Linked DNA regions of Rattus norvegicus: region 1 is linked to region 2. A link is a contact called in public Hi-C data. All regions are on one chromosome and are shown on one strand. The core of a region is the stretch at or near the end of the contact, and the rest is flanking DNA. Distances in the headings are between cores, read along the strand shown.

Region 1 (5,617 bases), core at 2,463-4,962, 44 kb before region 2:
GTGTGCAATTAGAGTTAAAATGGATTGATTACTTAATGAGTGTCAGGCATCACCTTAGGCACAGGATATGTGATATCTTATTTAATCTTTACCTAGACGGGTAAGGTAGATGTTACTCTTCATTCTTTCTCCTGGGAGCTGACTTACTGTTATTAACAACCTGCTTCTCGTAGTGGTGGGACAACTCTTAACGCTTATACTTTTTAATGGTTTGTTTTCTCTATCTATGCTAGTCTCTTTAGACTGCCATAACAAAAAATACCTTGGAATGGGTAGCTTGAAAAATGGAAATTCGTTTTCTTACAGCTCTTGAGGACAAAGAAGACATGATTGATTGGCCGCTGGGCTTGGGTTATGGTGAGAGGCTGCTCCCTCGGTTGCACACAGCCACTCTCTCACTGAGTCCTCAGATGGCCTTTCTTAGGCATACTCAGAGTGTGCTGACTTTTCTCCTCTTCCTACAGGACATCTACCATGAGAGATAAGGGATTCAACAATATGTCCTTACTTCATCTTACCTCCCTGAAACCTTTCTCCAAATATTGTAGATTACAGACTTGGACTTTAACTTATTATTCTTTAAAGGGCCACAAATTCAGTCTGTACAATAAACAACCAATTCGGAATCACAATTTACATCAATAGTGTTTTTATTTTTAAAGGATTTCTAAAGTCACGTGAGGGTTAAGACCCCACAAAACCTGAATCTGTTCATAAGGCTCTCACATTTCACAGAAGGAAATGAATGTTTAGAGAAAAGGAATTTGCTGCGACCAACATTTACCAGTCAGTACAAGATCAGTCCGGAAGCCACTGTGGGTGACCTTCAGTATTTGGGCCAGCAAATTTTGCATCCCTGAGAGCCCATAAGGAAAAAGTTCTCCACTGCACCACTGACTGGGTCAGAGTCTGCATCCTTTAAACATTCAAATTCAGGAAGCACTGACTTAGCCAGACACCTCTACACATCACTATGTGTCCTTGATGTGACCCTGGGCTTTCCTGGGCACCCTGTATCTGGTCTAGGTATATACTAGTGGACTCTCTGAAGTCCCATATGTTCCTATCAGAGAATAGGAGAGGTAAAAGGGAAAGAGAAGGATTGGGACAGAATAAGACAAGAAAGTTTCTCAAGTGACTGGCACTGTGGTACTAACTCTTTCCTCTGAGTCAAGAGCTCAGTGATGTAGCCTGGGTCATCCTTACAGCCCTTACATGCACAGCCCGGGCTTAGCTGTGCTATAGCCTTCCTGTAGCCTATAGGAAGTTGAGATCTGGAGCGGTACAACCAGGTTACCTCTCTCTTCATCCAGTTATAGCTTGTCATTAAGCTCTCTCAGAGACTCGACTAGTATATACCTAGACCAGATACAGGGTGCCCTGGAAGGTCCAGGGGCATATCAAGGGCACATAGTGATGGGTAGAAGCGGCTTGACGAACATCAGTCTTCGAGGACTAGTCAAATCATGCAAATGGACAAATATGTTACCCTCACTCCCTCTGCACTTAAAAATATTTTAATATTTAGTAATGGGTCTAGTTCTAACCATTATTGGCCTCACATATATCTGAGGAATACATGCTTTTGGAAACAACTGTGCATAGATGGATCTGTTGGCACCCTTTCTACTAGGATAGCTGGGTTGGTATTGCCAGGGCTGGCCCATTTACACAGCAAGCAGAAGCCTTAGGAGCTTAGACCCTCCTGCTGGTATGAAGCCTGATCTTGCCTTCGGTTTCACTGTGATAACTCTTCCCAGTTTGTGCCACCCACTCCATTTCCCTTTTGGGTTTCTCAGACTGTGGTGTTTAGTGGCTTCTGTAGACTTGGAGGCTGTCCAGGCCCAGCACTGCCAGGGTCTTTTTCCTGGGACAGAAATCAGAAGCTCAGCCTGGAGGCGGACAGTGACTTCCTCTCATGATTTTTCTGTGGTATTCTCTCTCTGACAACCGACTATCTGCCATGTCCATGACTTCTAGCTTCTCTCTGAACTACTGTGACTTCTTGGGATATCCCTTGGGGTCCAGTCCCTAGTTCCTGGCCGACTGTTCTCTCCCAGGTTAGTTACCCTTTCTGACAGTGGTGTCCAAAGCACGGAGAGACTTTAGAGATTCCAGGAAAGATCTTCTGATAGCCGCACCCAGAGCTGGAGAAGGGCCTAGAAACTCACGTCACTTGATGTTCTTTTTATGCAGTGAATCCTAATCCACTCTCATGCACTGTCCTAAATGCTAAGAATAATGAAAAACATCAGACAAGGCTCACTCTACACTGAGTCACCTTCTCAGGGAAGAAAGCCATGCCAAACACGTATAGATAAACACATTCAGTGTGATATGTGTGTATACATCTATATCACATGGATATGTAATTCATACACTCAAGTTTATATAAATATAAAATGTAAATACATGTAAGCATTTTGATCATAAACAGCATATAAAGCGCGCGCACGCGCGCGCACACACACACACACACACACACACACACACACACAAACACACACACAGAAGATAATGTGCTAAGCACCCACGAGAACATTAAGACGTTTGGCAAGAATTTCAAACCAAACTCAAGACATTGCACAAGAAGCAGATGGGAGTTGAGAGCCTGGTGTCGTTTGCTACAAAGAGGTCAAAAAATAGCTCCTTGAGGAGCAGATATCCCAGCAGAGCCTGCAGGACACATAGTATAGATGCCAGAGGCCCAAAAATGCCTCTGTGTTCAAAAGGAAGCCAGGCTCTGCTGCGGGTATGAAGTGGTTCACTGTTCTGAGTGGGCACTGGAGCAAAGAAGGCCTTGCAGCCACCACAGGACTTATATTTTGTACAGTCTGGTCTCCCCTCTCCTTAAACAGAAAGTTGGGGTTCAGGGGAAGAAAAACTTAGGCAAACTTCTGGGTCCCGACTTCAATCACAGAATCTTGCATCTTACCGGCGTTTTATTTCAATACTAAGAACCTAGTACAATTGCTGTATTTATAGCAGAACTTCATAGCAATCGAGTTCTTTTCCTGTTCCCCCGTGGTGGTCAAGTAGCAGACTGGAGAAGGGAAGCATGGTGGTTCTGGGTCCTCAGGTTGACTTGCTCTGAGGCCTCAGCACCCGCTGCCCCTACTGGTATTTTTGCCCACCAGTCAACTAGGAATCACAGGACTGGGGCCACAGTAGTGTTCATTACTATCCAGCCGACTAGGCTGGCAAACAGAAGCATGCATCCGAACAGGTGCAGTTCCACACTCCAAGTCCAGGTCCACACCCCAGACTCACTGCTTTCTGATTGCTCAGAAAGGTGTGCCCCTTACCCCAAGCAGCATCCCCTTCTAGTTCCCCATGCTGGACATCAAGAACCTCATTTTGGACCACTCTCCCCTCTCCTTACAGTAGATCTCTGGTACTGACAAAGATTCTTTGAGGTTCTGGGGCAGAAACTGAGGCGCCAGACCTATTTTTCTCTCTTCCTTCAACTCGGTTCTCGCCGGCTAGTCCGCCCGCCTCGCCCAGCACAGTCACAGGTGGCCAGGTATTTGCCCGCCTAGTTCCTCCAGCCCGCAGGGAAGGCGACGCGGTGCCCACCCCGGGGCGCGCGCCCCGCCCAGGTGCGCTCCGGCGGGCGGCGGGGGCGCGCGGGAAGGCGGGCGCTGGGGGAGCGGCGCGCGGGCGCGGGGCGGCGCCGCGGTGGGCGCGGCTGAACCAGCTTGGCGGGGGCGCGGCGCACCTTGCTCCCGCGCCCGGGCTAGCCGCGTCGGTCCCTCCCCGCGCGCCCCCGCCCGCCCGGACGCCTCCGGTCGCTTCTGTCCTTTTCGGCACGGCTGCTGTCCTCGCTAGCCCCGCGTGGGAGGAGGATGGGTCAGCGCGGAAAAAGTGAATGAGGACGGCGGCGCCGCAGCCAGCGCCCCAGTCGGCCGGCAGAGCCTGGTGCGCAGCCCGCCGGCTCCATGGACGCACCGCGCGCACTGGCGGCCAAGCCCCCCACAGGGTAAGTGGGCCCAGGAGGGCGGGCATGGTTCTTCCCGAGGTGTCGAGGACTTGGGGTGCCTGGGTCGTTGCTCCGGTAACCGTGGCAGGCCTTGCTAGGGAACACTTTCCGCGAGAGGTCCTGCTGTGAAAGCCCTTGTGTGTGTTTGTGTGTGTGTGTGTGTGTGTGTGTGTGTGTGTGTTCGGGGGGGTGGGTGCTATCCCTCCGTGCAGAGCACCAGCTCGGAGCTGCCTCCTCCCCTCTTAATAGTGGCGATCACGGGCCGAGGGCGGAGAAAGAAAACTCCGGGCCTGAAACTCCAGCGGAGTCCTTCTGGTCCCATGCACAGGTTCCTCCAGCCACTCGTCGCAGGCCCTGTGGCCCGCTGCTTTCTGCCTCAATGACAAGAGGGTACTTGATCTGTTGGGATCCATGTAGCCAGGCGATCTTGGGAGGTGTGTGGGGAAGGGACTCCATGAACACTCTTCTCCTGCCTAGCTTTCTTGCTGGGGCCTCGCTTGTGTCTGAAGAGGTGAAGACACCCCTCATCAGACCTGGAAAGCAAGAGCTGTCATTCCTGTCTTCAGGATCCTCTAATGCCTCAACCCTTTTAGTTTCTTTTTGCTGTCTCCACAGCTTGTAGACAGAGATTCCCTGTCTCACTGAGGATTTTACTTGCCCAAGAGAAACTTGCCTAACACGGGTCAAACGGTCTTGCCCTTTAACCCCTACTCTCCGAATTGTGTGCCCTTCTGTGCCCATCCCTGTCAGGACGGTTGGCAACCCTTGCAGACTAGGTAGATTTCAGAGTGGGGCTGGCCTTTGACCTCTTCTCTCTGGAGCAAATGTGTTGTGAGTGTTGCGAATGGAATGAGTTGGGGTGGGCCTGCACCTGCTCCGGGAATGGCCCACTTTCCACTTGAGCAACTGGATTTTCTAAGGCAGCATTGGGGACAACAAATCTCTTTTCTTCAGCAGCTATGTCCCACTGACTCACCCGGTCTCCTGCCCACTGACTTTGTTGCCCGAGTGTTTATAAAAGCCGTCTAAACCAGCTCTGTATTATTTCTTAAAACCTTCCCTGGAGGCTTCCAAAAAAGTAACTCCTAACCTCGAAGCTAAGGAATGTTTAAAAAAAAAAAAAGACGTTACTTCGCTAAGGTGTGGTTTTATATTTTCTTTGAATAAACAAATTCCCCTTAAAGAAAACAAATATGGGAATACTTTTTCATGGTAACGGGGAACCCCCAAAATGACGTCGGGAGATGTGAGCAGAATTGCTTTTAAAATTGTGGCTTTTCGAGATTGTTGCATAACTCCATTTAAGGGAACTAAATTATTTCACCACAAGTTTCTTATAAATAAATAGAAAGAGAATATTTAGGGGACGTGCAAATTTCCATAGAGTATCTGCAGAAATCAATGACGGTGTCTGGTAATAGTGAAGCTACCCTCTCTCCTCCAGCCTGCTCCCTAGGCAGCCATGCTCCCTAGGCAGCCAAGAGGGCAACCCAGGTCTGTCTTCCTCACTGGGTGTCACAAAGGCCCTGTGCTATGGATGATGGTGGAGCTTACAAGGCCAAATGTCCCTGCACCTCCAGCGAATAATTTGCTTGCTTCGAACTCGTTGCCCAAGAAATGTAGATCTATTTTTGTAAC
Region 2 (5,211 bases), core at 1,419-3,918:
ACCTCATCACAAGACCCAGGCACGGATTCCTTACTCGTTCCTTTGTTTGAGCTATGTTATCCCAGGTGGTTGAGTGGCAAACTTGCCAGTGCCTTGTGATCCAACTGGGTTTTGGCAAGAGAATGTTTACTGTGATTTTATTCTTTCCAGGGGTCTATTCTGTATGCATCCTGTAATGCACACAGTATACTAATAATGTGCCCATGATTTATACATAATTAAGTATACAGAAACGCAATTGTGATGTGGACCTTGCTTGCTGGACCAGATAGAGACTGGCTTCTGTCCTTGGATTGGACCCCTGGGGTTGTTATGGAAACAGCCCTTCAGTTTGAAAGGCTTACCTAAGTAGACAGAGTTTTCTGACTTTCCAGTCTTGTCCTGGAAAGTCAAATCTAAGGAAATGAAAGACAGTGATGGAGATTGTTTTAATGATGATTGTTTTGTGGCAGAATCTCACTCCATAGTCCCAGCTGGCTTGGAACTCATTATATAGATTAGTTTGGCCTTGAATTCATGGAGATCCTCCTGCTTCTGCTTCTTAATCCTGGCATCAAAGGTGTGCCCTTTCCTGTTACTTATGGGATTATCTACTGACACACTCTTGCTTATGTGAAGCATTAGAGTGGCGGAAGGTAGATTGACCAATTGAGATGACCTTTGACTCCTTTGAGGGTTAACCCAAACCCATTTGGAAATTTGACCAAGACACAAGATGAAATGGCTCTGCTTTTGTAATTATGTAACTTAGCCGTGTAATAAATCACTGGTTGAAACTAAGAGACATGAAATTAGGCCGCTATAGTATTAATAGGGTATATAAAAGTGGGACTCACTTTTTGTCCCTCGTTTCTGTCAATTTTACAAATTTGCTTTCCCATATTCCTCCTAAGGCAACTAAGTTTCGTTATCTCAATAAAAACGTAATTCTCCACAGTCTATACTCCACAGCACTCAGAGGCAAGTTAGAGAATGGGTACAAGTTGGTGCTTTGGCCAGCTCTCTCTCCATTTGCGCTTGGGAGGATAGGTGTCTTTGCACTAGATCCCTGTGTGCAAAAGGGCACACAGCAGCCAGCAGAAAGCTCTCTTCTCACCTTGTTCTTTAAAGTAACTGCTGGTTGACCTTTAAAGCAAGCAAGTCACCAAACAAAACCCAATAATAACAATAACAATAATAATACATGTTCTGAATAAGTCTTTTGCCTATAAAAGAATTAAATTTCAATCTGTTTCTGTTACAGAAAATAATGATGTTTTGTGATTAATTTGCTCCTATACAGGTTGTTAATTACCAAATTGAAATATTTCCACAAGTGTCATTAGGTAATTGAAATGCTACAGTTTGTCCTGGTGTTCTAGTGAATACTAAATACTGTATTAGCTCAAGAAGGGTTGCAGGGTTGTAAATTACTGTGAAAGACATTGTAAGTCAAAATATAGAAGAAATCATGGGGTACCTGGTTTATTATAGGTGTAGAGATACTGTTTCCTTAGGTTGCATTAGTAGATGTACATTTTATCATAAAGTTACAATGTATCCACATAGACTATATCAATCTGTGGAAATTTTGAGCTCCTTGTTGAAGCTTGAGAGCCATAGTAGGGAGGGAAATTACAGGAAAAAAATATTGCCCATACAACTTCAACTGGGAGTACCTGCCTTCACTCCCCATCCTTTTGCACTGAGCAGCAAGAGCCTAGATTTCTAAAAGAACAGAATTTCACACAGTTTCCCCTTGCTCTCCTCCTCAGACTGAGATGAGCTCTGTTCCCAGGACTGGGGACACTGTCTCATCTAGAGCAACATTTGTGTTCTCCAGCCACTAGCTGATGAGCATTCTGTTCTAATCCTGGTGGTGGTCTCTCTGCTGAGCAGAAACAGGGGTAGGAGCCAGTGGTTGGGGACCATCTCCTCGAGTTTTGTACCAACTCTGTACTCTGAAGTCCTTGGGGGTGGGGGTGGGGGTGGGGGTGGGGGCAGTGACACAGGTGCCACCAGCCTTGAGCACCAAGGGATGAACCAGGTGAGAACATGACCAAGGGTAATATGGCCCTGTCCCTGAGGTTCTGCCTTGTGGATTTTCTTGAGTAAATTGTCAGAAGTGGCCTTGAGGAGGGCCACATGTGACTGATCTATGCAAGGAGGGTACCTGGAGTCTCTGGGTTTAAGAGAAGGCCTCTAAGGCACTTTGATTTCTACAAATAATTTATGACATGTTTGCTATGTGATTTAGGAGTGTGTGTGTGTGTGTGTGTGTGTGTGTGTGTGTGTGTGTCTGTCTGTCTGCGAGTGATGAGCCTGCTGTGCATCTTTCAACACAGTGTGTTTGTTTCATCCACATTGATTGCAGCCCAGCTAGTGTCTGGATGCCATCAGCTTTAAAGAGAGTGAAGGCATCACTTTCACTTAGCTTCAGGTGTTAGGGACTATCTTTATAGTTAGCATTTTATTTGGCAGTGAGCATCTGCTGGTGACGGGGCCGGGACAGACCTGAGTTGGAGTGATGGCTCCATCCCTTGCTAGCTATCTTGTGTTTTGACAGTTGCTTAACTCGTCTCAGTTTCATCTGTAAAAAATGAAAAAGAACCCCTCCCTTATGGGTTGCCCTGAAAAAGCCAAGGAGACTGTGTGTCTGGGTGCCTGCCTATCTCTTCCCCGAGCTTAGAGTACGAATTCCATTCGTATTAGTTATCTCCTCTCCCTCCTTTGAAATGGGGGATAACTAATGCCAGCTACTTTTGCATGGATATGATTATGAAATGTTTGAAAGTTGCCAAAATGGTGTTTGGTGACACTAGACTTGTGGGACCATCAGTGGGACAATCTAACAAGACTAGTCTGGCCGGTTCTTTCTACCAGCCTTTAAGTCCTTGAACGTGAGCAAGGCTGACAGGGCTGAAACTCAGAACCTCACAGCACAGCTGGAGTTCATATTCTCATAGCTTTTGAAATCCCCAGTAAAAACAGTTGAGATTCGTCTAAAAGTCTTTTTTGCAATTTACCCTGAAGCAGAGCCCTCTACCTGCTCCATGAGCAGGTGACTTGCTACCCCCTCCCCCTTTCGTCTAGGAAGAAGTTATGAATAGTTCCCTTTGACAGAATTTGTCTCTGAGTAGTCTCTAAAGTCGTCACTAATTTGAGACCGTAGTTGAGGTAGCTGACCTTGGTCTGTCTCCTGGAAAGCCCTGGCTCTCCACAGGGTATGGATCCTAAGGCCCATGCTGTATCTGCAGCACGTGAGGATCCAAGCCTGGATTTGGAGGGACCTTGGAAATCTACTTGTCCAGGTAGTGAAGTGACGTAGTGAATTTAGCATAGCTGTATCAGTTGTGCATGGTTATCATGAACCAGACAGCATGGGGATCATAAGACACCTTGATCATAAGACACCTCGAGATAAAACACAGCAGTACACTCTGGTCTATAAGCATGCCACTTGGTTTCCCCAGCTCCTCCCTCTCATCTCTGGTTCCTATTTTCACATGTTCTCTAAACAAACTTGCTGTCTACACATCCCCAGATGGGGCCACACAGGAGCCAAAACTGCTAAATGGAATCTGGACTTCTTATTTATTCCATCTCTATCCCTGGCATGATGAGGGGCCCTGCCTTTTCTCTGCCAGGCAAAGAGAGCTGTTAGAGTCATCTTGCGTTTACTCATTGACTTGGGCTTCACTCTCTCACTGAACATTCAGCCAGCACACTTCCGTATGCTCAAAGTCACCCTTTCTGCCTTGGCCTCTTCGACTTGTGTGTCACTATGCTTTCACTATTGTTCAATCATCTAATAGATAGTGACTGTAGACCCACTACCCAGTAATACATAACACGTGGAAATACAGCCATAGATAGTACATCAAAGTCTCATCAAACCCTATATGTTCTCCATATATTCTAGTCGGGGAAACAGATGTTAAATATACTGATGTAAAATATGAAAGCAGATGGAAAAGAATGTAACACGGCTGTTTGGGTAGATGGTCTGCAGAGCTTTTCTGAGAGGCATTGCTATGTACAGAACTCAGTGGAGATAGCAGTGAACCATCTGGGGGTGGAGCATGTCTAGTGACCTGGGATTTAGTTTAGTTTGGCAGGTCTAACTAAGACTAGGAAGGCCAGCAGCATCACTGCAGTGATTGGGCCTTAGGAGAAATACCAGTTGAGGTAGGAAATCTGGGCAATGGTGGAGAAGTAGGTGTGGATAGATTCTAAAGCTCAGAAGATATCTCTGGGAGAGTCTGAGGAGAAGCATAGGGTGTGATCTGATCCCACCAGAGAAGCATTCCAGGGAGGTCACAGCCAAAGGTGTTTGCTGTCTCTTTACTGGCCTGTCTGTTGTCTTCTGAGTGTTTTCTACAACCGCTTGGTTAAGCTCCTAGCCACCCCTCTGTTTCTAGTTTCCCGTCCGTAGTGACCAGGATGCTCACTAAGGTGAAGCCACGCCTGCAAGCTCAGTTGTTGAAATGGCCAGAGATGTTTCCTCTTGGTTCATACCCTTCATCCCATGCTGTTCTTTAAAACACAGCTCAACGAGCACCTTCAGATCTTAGCCAGGAGCCACCATTCTCTTCCTTAGGCAGACAGTGTTCCTACTCTTAACTTGAGCTCCTGGAGTCTACTTAGGTATTTTCTGTGTTTAGCACGCTGTTGGGGTTGGAACTCACTCTGTCTCACTGTACCTCTACAAGGGCCTTTGACTGTGTGCTTCCTCAGGGCGCTTGCTTTTCCTTCTTTGACTCTATGATATTCATCTTTATTGTGACTGCTTAGGAATCTCAGTATCCCATCTGCTACTGTAGGGACTGGCATTGTGCACTTTGGTTTCTGCTCTTGTGAGCAGTTGTGGGGCCTTTTAACCCCTCATCTGTTTCAGATGCAACTAAAAGGATACAGGAAACTCGTGACTGACCCGCTGCCTTTGTTGTAATGTATTGGTAAGGTCCCAATCCAGGAAACACAGGGATTCCTTACCTGCAGCAGGAACTGTCAGATGGGAAGGGGTTTTAAGCTGAACAATTACAAGGTAACTGAACTTCTCCCTAGAGTACCTGCCGTCAGTGAACCAGTCTGTCACCTTCATTAAGCCGCAAAGATTCTTCATCTAGGCTTATGGTTCCTGTTAGTGGTGGTGTCAAAACTAGCTCTGCCTCCTGGTGGACTCCTTCTGAGCAAAGACTACATCTAGATCTGCTTTTGTACGAGACAGGA

The links. Hi-C and Micro-C count contacts between places; a contact is called where the count stands out from the background.
Region 1: a Hi-C map of the A7r5 cell line shows a contact between it and region 2, with 1.4 times the contacts expected there. The contact joins the promoter of Cobl here to the enhancer-like site in region 2. A contact is called at or near these places in 3 of 12 Hi-C or Micro-C datasets (the A7r5 cell line, kidney and liver).

What each region holds. Positions count from the first base shown.
Region 1 is chr14:91,272,296-91,277,912 of GRCr8, reverse strand. It overlaps Cobl (cordon-bleu WH2 repeat protein), which reads left to right and starts at 3,712. Exons shown (of 15, transcript NM_001401101.1): 1 at 3,712-3,979. The coding sequence starts at 3,939.
Region 2 is chr14:91,227,873-91,233,083 of GRCr8, reverse strand. The region is part of intron 1 of Cobl (cordon-bleu WH2 repeat protein); the gene reads left to right. Among named protein-coding and RNA genes, the nearest start is that of Cobl, 44 kb to the left of the region's middle. Within about 2 kb of position 2,668, at least 8 of the 93 cell types and tissues checked have an H3K27ac peak or open chromatin away from gene starts, as enhancers often do. A contact at or near this core is called in the A7r5 cell line, where this site is marked.